2 separate regions of the Bos taurus genome follow, and region 1 is linked to region 2. The links are chromatin contacts, called in public Hi-C maps. All regions are on one chromosome and are shown on one strand. Each heading gives the region's core, a stretch centred on a gene start, on an enhancer-like site or on the middle of the called end of the contact. The rest is flanking DNA. Distances are from core to core; before and after follow the strand shown.

Region 1 (6,590 bases), core at 3,675-6,174, 64 kb before region 2:
GAGCACCAAAGAATTGATGCTTTTGAACTGTGGTGTTGGAGAATTCTCTTGAGAGTCGCTTGGACTGCAAGGAGATCCAACCAGTCCATCCTAAAGGAAATCAGTCCTGAGTGTTCATTGGAAGGACTGATGCTGAAGCTGAAGCACCAATACTCTGGCCACCTGATGCAAAGAACTGACTCATTGGAAAAGACCCTGATGCTGGGAAAGATTGAAGGCAGGAGGAGAAGGGGACGACAGAGAGTGAGATGGTTGGATGGCATCACCAACTCGATGGACATGAGTTTAAGTAAGCTCCGGGAGTTAGTGATGGACAGGGATGCCTGGTGTGCTGCAGTCCATGGGGTCGCAAAGAACAGACACAACTGAGCGACTGAACTGAATACATACCTTTGGGCAAAAATGTTTGCAAATAACCAGTGGGTTTGAATTTCACTTCCTCTTTCTCCAAGTATATCAGAGTGCTTTATAAAATACATACTGTACACTGCATGAATTTCCTGGCATTGGGCGAGAATGAAATCTAAAAGGGTTTCAGCTTTTTGAACTCTGGCCTAGTAAACAACTACACAGCTAGCATCCTCTGTGGAGAGCTCCACTGAGTTGTCTGTCTACCCAATGCTGACATTCCCACAATGGGATAGGAAGCCCAGGAGACTTCAAACTAGACGTGACTTGACAGAGCCTGCCAGTGGTGGATCTGCCCACAGCCACCCACTTGCCCTGATCTGCTAAGTCCATTGAGCCTCAGACAGAAAGACGCCCAGGCTCCCAGCGTCAGTTCCGCTTTCCACAGTACAGTCTCCTCCTCGAAGGAAAGGGGACGGAAGAAGAGATTCAGAAGAGAGGGAAAGGCCTGTGCAAGGCTAAAAATAATAGACACTGGGCAACTGGATTTCCCAAATCCAATTTCCATGACTGCAATACACTAACATTCTCTAACAAGGGATCTGTTGTAAACACTTACACACCACACACACACGAATACAAGAAGCAGGCATTTTGTTGAGCCACATCTGAGTGTGGATTCAAGGACACTCCTTCACCTGTCACGTGTATACAGACCTGTGAGTAATTACACTGAAGAAAAAGATGACAGCAGTACATAAGGAGCAGCCCTTTAATTCTCCAACTCCTCAAGAATCCTAAAAAAGCCCCAGAGCAAATAGAGAGTACTAGGAAGTCCCCGATAGACACGGCTAAGGCTGGAAGCGGTACCACAAGAGAAAAATACGGGATATCAACAGAGACTGGCTTTTTACTCCCCCCTTAGAAAAATTCCACAGGGCCTGAACAGTCCTAGACGCTCTCAAGGTTGGTCTGTCCCAGGAACGCCCTAACACCCCAGTCTGAATCAAATCGCTCTCGTCTGCTCTGGATTTAAATGTCCTTGCTGACTGCTTCCCCTGCCAGGGGCCCCCAGCTCAGGCGCACCCTCAGAACGAGGCTGCGTGTCACCTGGGCTCTGGGGAACCCGGAGAGGAGCAAGTAACTGACAGCCTGGCAGTCAGCCAGGGGCACAGCCCTTTGCATCAGACTTCCTTATTCTATGACGCAAATTATTTTAGCTCTGTCAATTCTGAAACTTCTCAAATCACAGGCATTCAAATTGTCTATGCTCTAATAAATATTCACATCACACAAGGAACCAATGTCCATCAATTTACAGTTGGATCCATTGTTACAACTCCTCCTTTAGAAATATCCTTCAGATTTAAGGCCTCTGTTGCATGATCTGAGAGGAAAGATGGACAGCGAGAACAAGTGTCTCAAGCTGAGAGAGAAACCTGACCACAGCACAATGATTTAAAACATTCTTTTCCTCTCTGATCACTTGGCACATGGCAATTTGATAAGATGTGACATATACACACCTATAAATGAGCTAAAAACTAAGTGCACTGATCACCACGATAGTGACTGAATTTCTCAGTGCAGACTTCTGGATCTGGGGTCTTATTTTTTCTGGTCTTTGTTTTTTGCTTTTTTTTGCAGGGAGCGGGTATTTAACTTCAATTTCAACTTTATACTAGAGTTTGGACTATGTTATTCCATTATCTAGTTATTCTTAAGTTAACTTTGGAGTCTGACCTTTTAAAGGCTTGCTCATTTCATTTTTCATATAGTTGACATAAAGTTGTCCACAATAGTTCCTTATTATACTTTTAATATTAATAAAAATTTGTAATTATCACCTCTCTCATTTCTGATATTGGTAACATGACTTTTTTTTCCTCTTCTGTAAATAAGTTCATTTGTATTTAAGATATCACATATAAGCATTATCCTATGATACTGTCCTTCTCTGCCTGGCTTACTTCTCTTAGTCTGATAATCTTTAGGTCCATCCAGATGACTGCAAATGGCATTATCTCATTCTCTTTATGGCTGAGTAATGTTCCATTGGTATATGTACATATACACACCACATCCTCTTTATTCATCTGTTGATGGACACTTGGGCTGCTTACATGTCTTGGTTATTGTAAACAGTTCTGCAATTAACACTGGGGTGCATGTATCTTTTCAAATTAGGGTTTTCTCTGGATATATGCCCAAGAGTGGGATTGCAGGATTCTATGGTAATGCTATTTTTAGTTTTTTAAAGAACTGCCATACTATTCTCCTTAGTGGTTCCACCAATTTACATTCCCATCAACAGTGCAGGAGCGTTCCTTTTTTCCCACAACCTTTCAGCATTTACTACTTGTGGAATTTCCTATGATGGCCATTCTGACCCTCCGGTCACCGGTGCAGTGAGGTGATACTTCACTGCAGTTTTGATTTGCACTTTTCTAACAACTATTGATGCTCGGCATTCTCTCATGTACCTGTTGGCCATCTGTATGTCTTCTTTGGAGAAATGTCTCTTTAGGTCTTCTGCCCATACTGAGTTGTATAAGCTGTGTGTAAATTTTGGAAATTAATCCCTTTCAGCCCACATTGTTTGCAAATATTTTCTCCCATTCTGCAGGGTGCCATTTTGCTTTGTTTCTGGTTTCCTTCACTGTGCAAAAGCTTTTGTGATTAATTAGGCCCCATTTGTTTATTTTTGTTTTTACTTCATTAGTTTAGGAGACATATACTTGTATCAGTCTAATTACATTACCAATTTTATCAAACATCACAAAAAAACCGGTTTGGGTTTCATTCTCTATTGTTTTTCTGTTGACGGTTTCATTTATTTCTGTTCTTATGATTCTTATTTCTCTTACTAATTTTAGGATTAATTTTTACTTATTTTCTATTTTCTTAACATGAAAGCTGAGGTCACTTTTCCTTTTCTTAACATACACATTTAAATGCTATAAACTTCCGTCTAAGTACTGCTTTAACGGCGTTCCACAAATTCCGGCAAGCTGTGGTTCAGGCTCACTAACCTTTTCTTTTGCAGTGTTTAATTCCTGTTAATTCTATCCAGTGTACTTTTCACCTCTAAGTTAGATCTGGGTGTATGTGGGTACACATCCTTATATACACATACGAACACACAAAAGATATGTATACAAACATACAAAAGATATGTATGTATCTTCGATGTCACTCCTAATTCTGCTTTATCTTCATAAATATATGAAATGTAATTAGAATGGCTACTTAAATGTACCTGTCAACTAATTCTATCATCTGTATCGTTTGTGTCAGCTTTACGGTTTTCTCTTATGGGTCATATTTTCCTGCTTCTTTGCACACCTTGTCACTTGTTTGTAAGCTAGTCATTATGAATTTTATCTCGTTGAAAACTGGATATTCTTGTATCTTTATGAATATGATGGAGTTTTGTTCTGGGACACAATTAAGTTAGCTGAAAACACTTTGGTTCTTACAAGGCTTGTTTTCTGGGATTTGTCATATTAGACCTGAGCCGCCTTAAGTCTAGATTTATAATGACAGTATTAGTAAGCAGTACTGTTAACGGATGCCTTCTGACTTGTGAGGCTCTCTCTGGGCCTGGCCCTGGGCAAGCGTCCGGGTTTAGTCCCCCTGCTCTTCCTCAGTGGTTTTTAGCCCCAGCCTCACGGTATCTTCCTCACACACGACGGGTCAGCACGAAGCTGAAGGCTCAGTGACGACTCCCCGCACGTCTCCAGGACTCTGAGTGGCTCTCTTCCCTCCAGCACCTTACTCTTTATACTCAAACTATGTAGCCTCAGTGGACTCCCAGCTGTCTCCTGAATGCAGGGTCAGTACCAGGTTCTGCCTGGGTTCCTCCTCCTTGCAACTGAAGCCTGAACGCTCTCCCACCATCAGTGAGAGGGCACCTTTGTAGGCCTGTTTCCACCTGTTTTGCTTCTCTCAACGTGCGTGTGATGTGTTTTGTGTCCTGTGCTGCCTGATGCTCAGTGTCTGACAGCTGATTCATGTATTTCACCTGGTTTTTACTTGTTTATTTCTTTTAGGTTAAAGAGTAAATGCAGTCTGTCACTCCATGTTGGCTGGAACGAAGTGCCACAGAGTTAAATTTAACTCTCTCAAACACCTACCATTCACTTTCATAGATTATACAAGTATGTTTAACATATTTTCTTTAAAGTGTGGATTCTCACTATATTACTACATTCAGAAATTCAGTGAATCCAATGGACTAGAAGAGCTATCTGCTCTTGTCTAAAAACACCTCCAAGCTTCAGCATTACCATAGTTCTTTGGCTCTTCTTTTCCAACGACTGACAGTAATGAGTATATAAAGAATTTCTAATGTATTACCTTACTTTACAATCGATCCTAAAACAAAAGGCTAAAAGCTAGCTTTCTACCCTTCTTCCAAGTAAAGGACTAAACTTTGTGGTAAGTCTTTTCCTCCACTCAGAGGTCTGTCCTGCTTGACTTCTGTATTTAAAAGTATTAATCTAAGTAGTGCGGGCTTCCAAACGGGTCACTTCTGGGTAGGCGGGGTGTCGTCATACTACCTTTGAAAACAAATGTAAACAGAACAATCTCTGCACTGCCACAAACGTGGGGACTCGCTGCTGTGCAGGGGCTGCTCTGCGGCTGCAGCGTGGGGGCTCCTCGTGCCGCAGAGCGTGGGCCCAGGAGCTCTGGCTCGGGGCACAGCCGCTGCCCAGCATGTGGGATCCCCCCAGACCAGGGCTCCAACTCGTGTCCCCTGCATTAGCAAACAGATTCCCAACCTCTGGACCGCCAGGTGAGTCCAGTAGGGAATTCTGTTAAATAAATAAACAAACATGATTAGAAGACAAGTACTTAAAGAAAACGGACCACAGTCTAGCTAGCGCAACACTGCTTTCAGTCGTGTCTGACTCTTTGCTACCTCATGGACTGTAGCCCAGCAGGCTCCTCTGCCCGTGGGATTCTCCAGGCAAGAACACTGGAGTGGGTTGCCATCTCCTCCTCCAGGGGATCTTCCTGACCCAGGGATCGAACCCACGTCTCTTATGTCTCCTGCATTGGCAGGCGGGCTCTTTACTACTAGTGCCAGCTAGGAAGCCCAACAGTCTGTTCCGCCACGATATGTTTCATTAATACTAATTAACTCATATATGGGCTTCCTAGGAGACACTATGGTGAAAAATCCACCTGCCCATGCAGGAGACACTAGAGATGTGGGTTCGATCCCTGGGTCGGGAAGATCCCCTGGCAACCCACTCCGGTATTCTTGCCTGGAAATCCCATGGACAGAGAAGCTTGGACTGGCAGGCTACAGTCCATGGGGTCACAATCAATGAGACATGACTTAGAAACTAAACAACAGCTCACACAGAGGGGAATGAAGTCAGCATGGTATGTATAGCATTCGTCCACAAGGATTTATTGTACGCAAGGGGAGCCAGAATACTGGGAGTGGAATTATAACTTTCAAAAACAGAGGGAAAAGCCCATAGCAAACTCAGTCTCAATGCCCACAAGCCAACATTTCTACTCTTACATTACTGTGCATTTTTAATATTCCCTAAGGTAACTCAACTCCCACAGTAAGAGACCAGGCTACACTGTCCAGTTATCTCCTGAGGTATCCATTACTATTTCTGTTAGTGTTTTGGTTATAAAGATGCTTGGACTTAAAGTCCTACCTCTCTCGAGTTCTATTTTCCCATAAACCCATTTAATCTTCAACTCTGGAAAATATGAGAAGCTTCAGGAACAGATATAGCAGTGGAAACACCTGCTTTAACTAGGAGACCGCTGAACACCATAGAAATTACTGCAAATTTGGCTGTTACCAATTACATGTCTTTGCCAAATATTAATATATTCCAATGCCTATCATTGTGGTAGTTTAAAAATATGTCCACCAATTTTTAAAAATTCTCCCCCCCCCCACCTTCAAAGGTGGAGCCCAACCCCATTCCCTCTGCTGTGGGCCGTACTCAGTGACTCGCTTCTAACAAACAGAATGTAGCCAACTCAGTGGCTGCTGCAACTTCTGAAAAGTGAAAAAGTCAAAGTCTTAGTTGCTCAGTCATGCCCAGCTCTTTTGCAACCCTATGGACTGTAGTCCATGGAATTTTCCAGGCAAGAATACTGGAGTGGGTTGCCATTTTCTCCTCCAGGGCATCTTCCCGACCCAGGGATTGGACCTGAGTCTCCTGAATTGCAGGCAGATTCTTTGTCGTCTGAGCCACTGGTGA
Region 2 (6,677 bases), core at 1,168-3,667:
CCCACAGTCACGTGCTTCAGGGAAAGTCCCCTCTAGTTTTAGCTCCAACAAGTAGATCGTCATTTCTAAACTCACCATGGTAACTGCTTTAGAATGCACATGTGAAACATGAGATATCTAACTGGGGGCTTCTGGGAAAGATCTCCTAGGAAGAATGCTGTTCTTCTGTGTCTTCTTCTGAGACTTTAACATTACTGGAAGTGCCACCTGGAACTGCTGAAGCAGCTTCTGACCTAGAGGGACGCCAACCTGGTAGAGCTGAGAGACAGAAAGGACTCCAGTCCTTGAAGATGTCACTGAGCTGCTAAGCATACGCCCTGCTGTCTGGACCCCATAGGCTTCCAGCTTCTCAGAGTGTGACATCCTACATTCCCTCATGATTTAAGCTTGCTTGATTCAGGCTGTCCATCATGTGCAGCCAGAGGCATCCTAATGACCCAGCTGCGGGGTGGGCCTCCCTCCCGGGCACTGGGAGGGCTGCTCTTCCTGGCTCCTTGTGGTTGTGTGGGGTCGGGTCACGTAAGCCGTGTGAGATGACGCTCTCTGGAACTCCTTCCCCTCTATCAGGCAACTCGCAACGTTCTGGAGAGCATCTGCTCCATCAGCCTGGATTCCTGAGTGCAGGCCCCCTCTCACCCCCACCCACTGGCAATGCACAGTCAATAACACAAACAGGAATGAAACCTTTGCTATTTTAAGCCACTAAAATCATTTGGGAATTTTTAGTGTAACATAAGCTAGTCTAACCCCCTGATGGCTCAGTGGTAAAGAATCCGCCTGCAGTGCAGGAGACCCGGGTTCGATCCCTGGGTTGGGAAGATCCCCTGGAGAAGGGAATGGCAACCCACTCATGTTTTTGTCTGGAGAATCCCATGGACAGAGGAGCCTGGTGGGCTACAATCCATGGGGTTGCAAAGAGTCAGACATGACTGAGTGACTAAGCACAAACATACAAACTAGGCTAAAACATTTTAAAATAAAAAGAAAAACAAATGAAAGAAACATTAACCTGGGTTCCCAGTTAGCACACATAAAAAGGGAAAAATAAAACTGTCTCACAAATCATGTTTCTGTTTACCCAGATGTGAAGAAATGGCAAGAAGGGCTGGCTAAGGGAAAGTAAGCAAGAACCGTTACCTGAAGGGAGAGCAGCACCTTCTAAGAAACCCCTGACAGTGAATGCCCAGCTCAACAGAACCAAAGCAGCTACAAATGACCTTACCAGTACAATACTAAAGCAGCTTCCTATCTAAACTTTTCCCTCTTTACTCCAGGGAAAGGAGTAACTTATGGAGAAGACCAGTCTGGGTAAGAACCTGAAAAGAAAAGAAAGGGCCAGGGGGCTCACAGAGAAGGATGGGATCAGATTCTGGACGAGCCAGCCAGTCACAAACGCAAAGGGCCTTTCAACTTTTCCTCATCTGCATGGAGTGAACGGATTATAACGATCGTCTGTCCAAAGGACAGCAAAGACAGGAATACAATGTCTAAACCTTTACAGCCTACAAAACATAGTTATTAGCTCATTTGACTCCTCAGTTATTCCAAAGCGCTACCTGGCTATCTCAAGAACAAGAACCTGCGAGCTGTTAATTTCAAGAAGCCTGTTTTAGTCCTAGAGATACATTAGGGATCCCGAGGACAGCAATCTGAGGCTTTCTATCACACAACACAGAAACGCCCACCTCTACTCAGCTGCTCCTCTCTTAACTTACATGCGGAATTTGGTACATGGAGTGTGTCATCAAATTCCTCTTCCAGCAAATACAGAGGAGAAAGGACAAGGCAATTACCCTCTGACACAAAAGCTGCGCAGCCCAGCCTGCTGGCGTTTCTGTCAGAAGGGCCCCACTGCCGATCCAGTCAGCCCAGGCGACTAAGTTTCTAAAACGCCTTTTAGTCTCTTCCACCACAAGCCCCCAAACCCTCTCCCCTCTCTGAGCAAAACTGTTCACCAGAAGGCTTTCTGTGAAAGCAAACACATTTCATAATAGATTCCGGGCGGGAAAAGCGCTTCACAAAGTGTGGTGGCCACAGCCTCCACAGGTCCAGGAGCGGCCAAACTCACAGAGCGGAGCCTGCGTGCACTGCTGTGTGCACACACACACCCTGCCTTCCCCCACCCCCACCTTTACGCACGCGTGCACGCGCGCGGCCTGGCCCCAGGCACAGTGGGCCAGAGTGACAGGACAGGTGATGGGCGTGCCTGTCCCACAGGATGGAAGGAGCCCCAGAGCGGAGCGGACAGCTGAGCAGGGCCTCTCCGTGGGCCGCAGAGCGGGCACCCCGCCCGCCTGGGGAGGAGAGACAGAGCGCCGGCTGGGGAACAGCTGCGGGCAGGCCGGAGGGGCGGGGCCGGGCAGGCCGGAGGGGCGGGGCCGGGCAGGCCGCAGGGGCGGGGCCGGGAGGAGGGGCGGGGCCAGCAGGCTGCAGGGCTGGGACGAGCTGCCGGCACTCAGCCCTCGTCAGGACCCAGCAAGCAGGACCTGCTCAAGGAAATAAACTCAACTCCAAGAGGCAACTTCGACGAAAAGCAAGAGCCTCAATCCCAGAGCATCCAAAAAATCTCTGTGGAATCTTTTTCTTTGGCCCATGATAAGAAACTATAAAACAGACCGTTTCTCTAAGGAGAGTCACAGAGGAAAAAAAAGCCAAACTTTTACTAAAGTCCTTATCTTGAGGAAACTACCCTTCTTCATCTAATTGCTTGGAAGGTACATAAACAAGTCATGCCAGGCATGTCATATCCTGAATAAGGTGAAGTTCATCCAGAGTGTCAGGAACACGGGTATGGCGTGTCCTGCTTCAATATTTATGCTGCAACCAGTAACTAATAAACTTCAAAAGTCCCACTACTTGGCAGGACTGTTCAGATGCACCTGAATGCATGTGCACACATTTCCTGACATAACAGTGATCAGATTCTTAGAGGCAGTGAATAGAGGACTCAGACCTGTCAGGGAACCAAATCAGATGCCAGCAATACTCACACATTGTCTGTACCGCCTACGGAGCACTGTGGAGGCTCAATATACAACAGTTATCATACTAATTATTATTAAAATAAGTCCTGAGTTATTTTCCTCTAATCAAATTCACCATATATCTCATAAGTCTTTGTATATGACTTATATAGACCCAGTTGATTATCAAAAAAGAGCCATTTTTTGGTTTGAAATGAAAACATTTAGAATAATGTGAACATAAATACCTTCAACAACTATATTTTAACATAAAACAAATGTGTATTCATTTATCAATCTTTTGATGCAGAGCCAAGTACAAACTCATAATGCATTATCTAAAACACCGTTCCTCTTTCTTTAAAGTGGGAGCCATTCATTTGTTCAACAAGTGTTGAGTGCCCAACGCAGGCCAAGCACTGTTCCAGGAACTGGTAAGGACTTTGCCCTTTACTCTGAGACAGAAACCATTAGTTCTGAGAGCAGTGTCATGATCTGACTTTAATGAACCTGGTTCATTTGGCTGGGAAGCAGGGAGATAGGACATTAAGAGGCTTGTGTAATAAATCCAGGGGAGACGACAGGACTTGAACTGAGGAGGGAGCAGAGGAGACAAGACAAATCCTGGATATATTCTGAAGAAGTAGCCAATAGAGTATTCGACTCAGCCAGCAGGGGAGGACCATGGAAGCGCACAGAGAGCAGCCTCCCAGCCTCGCGGAGATGACCTTGCAGGGGAAGCTGCTGCGTGGAACAGGCCTTGCCTCATCTGAGAACAGCTCCGCTCCACGGTCCTCTCTGCATGGAACAGACCTTGCCTCATCTGAGAACAGCTCCACTCCACGGTCCTCTCTGCATGGAACAGGCCTTGCCTCATCTGAGAACAGCTCCGCTCCACGGTCCTCTCTACTCCTCCACCACCACCATCTGAACCAGGCAGAACAGTAAGACACGTAGTCCTGTCGGTGTAGTTTAGTCGCTCAGTCGTGTCCGACTCTTTGCGATGCCATAGATGGGAGCCCGCCAGGCTCCTCTGTCCATGGGATTCTCCAAGCAAGAATCCTGGAGTGGGGTGCCATCTCCTCCTTCAGGGATCTTCCAACCCAGGGATGGAGCCTGAGCCTCCTGCAGTGGCAGGTGGATTCCTTATCACTGAGGTCCCGGGAAGCCCAAAATACATAGTCCAGTCCCTGACAATGCACTTGCCCCTCTTCAGTAAAGATGGGCTCCAAACACACTATTACAGTGAACAAAAGCTTGAAAGAATGGACTTCCTAACATCTCAGGTTCTCCAAAATAACTATATTCACCTAAACATGTTATTACAGGGATTAAACACAAGTGCATTTCATTGAAACCTTACTGAAAGAACCCCTGCCTCCTCTGTTTCCAGCGCAAGGAGGGGGCTCTGGGGAGCACCCCAACCCCGGGGTTTATACCCTGGTCTACATCAGCAGCACCCCAGGACTCACGCAGAGCAGAGCTCACAAACCCACAGCAACGCACTCTAGGCAGAGAGCAGAGTGGCATTCCCACCCTGGCACAAGCCTACCCGTAGGACCCTACAGAAGATCCCCAGCCTTCTGGGGCCTCAGCACTCAGCAGCGCCTGAAAACGGAGGACCTAACACCAGGCCCCCCTCGCGCCTCCTCAGACCTGTGTGGTTTACTTCTTCATGTCCCTTGAAGCTAGAATCCATCCCTCATTTCCACTGCAGCTACAACCCAGTCTCATTTTTTTTTACCTTACGTCCTCATCCTGTCTTCACCAAACCTACAGGCTCTTCTTCAAACCATCTCCGAAGCTGCTCTCCTTTACCCCCGTTTCCACTCTCATTGCCTTGTTCTCTGTCAAATTAACTTCTAACTGGTCTCCTTGTTTCTGTCCCTCTTATTCTGACCTAAAGCAACCTTTTGAAACGAATAATCAGCTTTCCCCATGCCTACAAACTGACGTCCACGCTCAGCACGAGCCGGCAGGCAGGCGGCTGACACGGGGCTACTCCAGGCAGGGCGCGGTCATCCCCCGCCACCCCTCCAGCGCAGCCTTCATTGCAGCCACACAAACTGAGCCCCTTTCCCCAAACCCGCACTCTCTCAGGGTCTCAGGCCGCCGTTCAGGTTTCCTGCCTCCACCCACAATGAGGCTGGTACCCCAACTTTCTTCACCTGGCAAAACGCTTCATCTCCTAGACATCTTCAACGAGCTTCATCTCACACTTTTCACTTGTTTAATTTCACGGTTTCCGTGGAGACGGCGGCCCTGGGTCCCCAGGCTGAGGGACCCCTCCCTTCGCTGGGCCCCCAGCACAGCTCCCGGTGCCCACGCCGACCAGAGCGCCGTCTGAGGGGCTGCAGGGGCTCTGTGCAGCCGGGCCCAGCCCCGCCAAGCCCGCGTGCCCTCCCCAGGGCCTCACGATGCCCGGACCCAGCAGAAGGCGCACAGGCGCAGGAGGAACACAGCAGGCTCCAACTCGGCGGCTGCTTCAGGCTAAGTAAACGCCTCGCACGGCATTATTTTTCCAATTATGGTCTATTTGTTTCTCAGTCTTGGGAACCACAGTGTTCTTCCCATAAAAGCCTGCCTCTTCCTTTAAAGTTCTTGGTGGGCAGGTATATTCTGTGGGATTAAATCAAAGACCTCCATTTTTGCTCCTTAGGCTATGTTTTCTAGATCAAGGCTTTTAAACTCCAGCATCATTAACAGAGCCAGATAAGTCTTTGTTGTGGGGGGCTGTCCTGTATTTTGTAGGGTGTTTAACCACACCCCTGGCCTCGATTCAGCTAAAACTTAAAGCAGTCATTTATACAAGCACATATCCTAAAAGATAAATATCACATCATGAATAACAATTGACATAAAGCTGAGAACTAGTTTCTCAAAAATAATAACGTTCGTTAGCAAATACGACAAATGATACAGAAAGGGAATGCAAAAAAGGGAAGAAACTAATTTAAATATCATGGTTTTATCTGAGAAATCACTTTCCTGAGGCATGGAAACAAAAAAGCTTGAGAATACTGTAGGAAAATATGACCTGTTTCTCTTTTGTAAATTATTTTAATATCTAGTCATCAGTACACAAGACAACCTCTAGTGCAAGATTTACTACAAATTCAACTAGAAATATTTTTATCCGCTTTCCATAGAAAAGACAATGTAATCTAACTATATACTTAAACATATTGCAACACATTAGCGTTCTCACCTCACTGAAAAATGAAAACAAAAATTCTGCAGTATTTCTCTCAATGAAAACTGCTGAATATTCAAAATTCTTTGTCTTGCCTCTAATACCTGGTTTCCTATGCATCCAGTCAAGGCCTCCATGTGTCAGAAATTCTTCTTAACAAATCCCTTAAGTAACTATTTTTTGTGTGTTTATATTTTAAAAATGTGTAACACAGTACAAGGCACAGCACAACACACAACTACACACTCCCCTTTCCTTTAGCTCTCATCCAACTGTTCACCCCTCGCTCTCCACTGAAGGTTTTACAGAGATGAGGGTTGGTTTGATTTTGGTTTAATTGCATGGTCAGCTACAATAAGGATCCACTCAGAAACTAGAAATAATACCACATACCTAAAAGTCCTGAAAAAGACACTAAGTATATAACAGGAAGAGACTAACACGGATCCAATTCATTTATCAAGATTTCTAGGCCACCCCCCACCCCCCACAAAAAAAATCATTAAGCCAAACTTCCCTTT

Evidence for each region. A called contact is a pair of places that touch in the nucleus more often than the background predicts.
Region 1: a contact with region 2 is called in a Hi-C map of liver, with 2.0 times the contacts expected there. The contact joins two enhancer-like sites. A contact is called at or near these places in 2 of 11 Hi-C or Micro-C datasets (liver and skeletal muscle).

The regions. Positions count from the first base shown.
Region 1 is chr24:61,153,310-61,159,899 of ARS-UCD2.0, reverse strand. All of the region lies in intron 1 of PHLPP1 (PH domain and leucine rich repeat protein phosphatase 1), which reads right to left. Among named protein-coding and RNA genes, the nearest start is that of PHLPP1, 100 kb to the right of the region's middle. Within about 2 kb of position 4,924, at least 1 of the 102 cell types and tissues checked has an H3K27ac peak or open chromatin away from gene starts, as enhancers often do. A contact at or near this core is called in liver, where this site is marked.
Region 2 is chr24:61,086,576-61,093,252 of ARS-UCD2.0, reverse strand. The region is part of intron 1 of PHLPP1 (PH domain and leucine rich repeat protein phosphatase 1); the gene reads right to left. Among named protein-coding and RNA genes, the nearest start is that of PHLPP1, 34 kb to the right of the region's middle. Within about 2 kb of position 2,417, at least 70 of the 102 cell types and tissues checked have an H3K27ac peak or open chromatin away from gene starts, as enhancers often do. A contact at or near this core is called in liver, where this site is marked.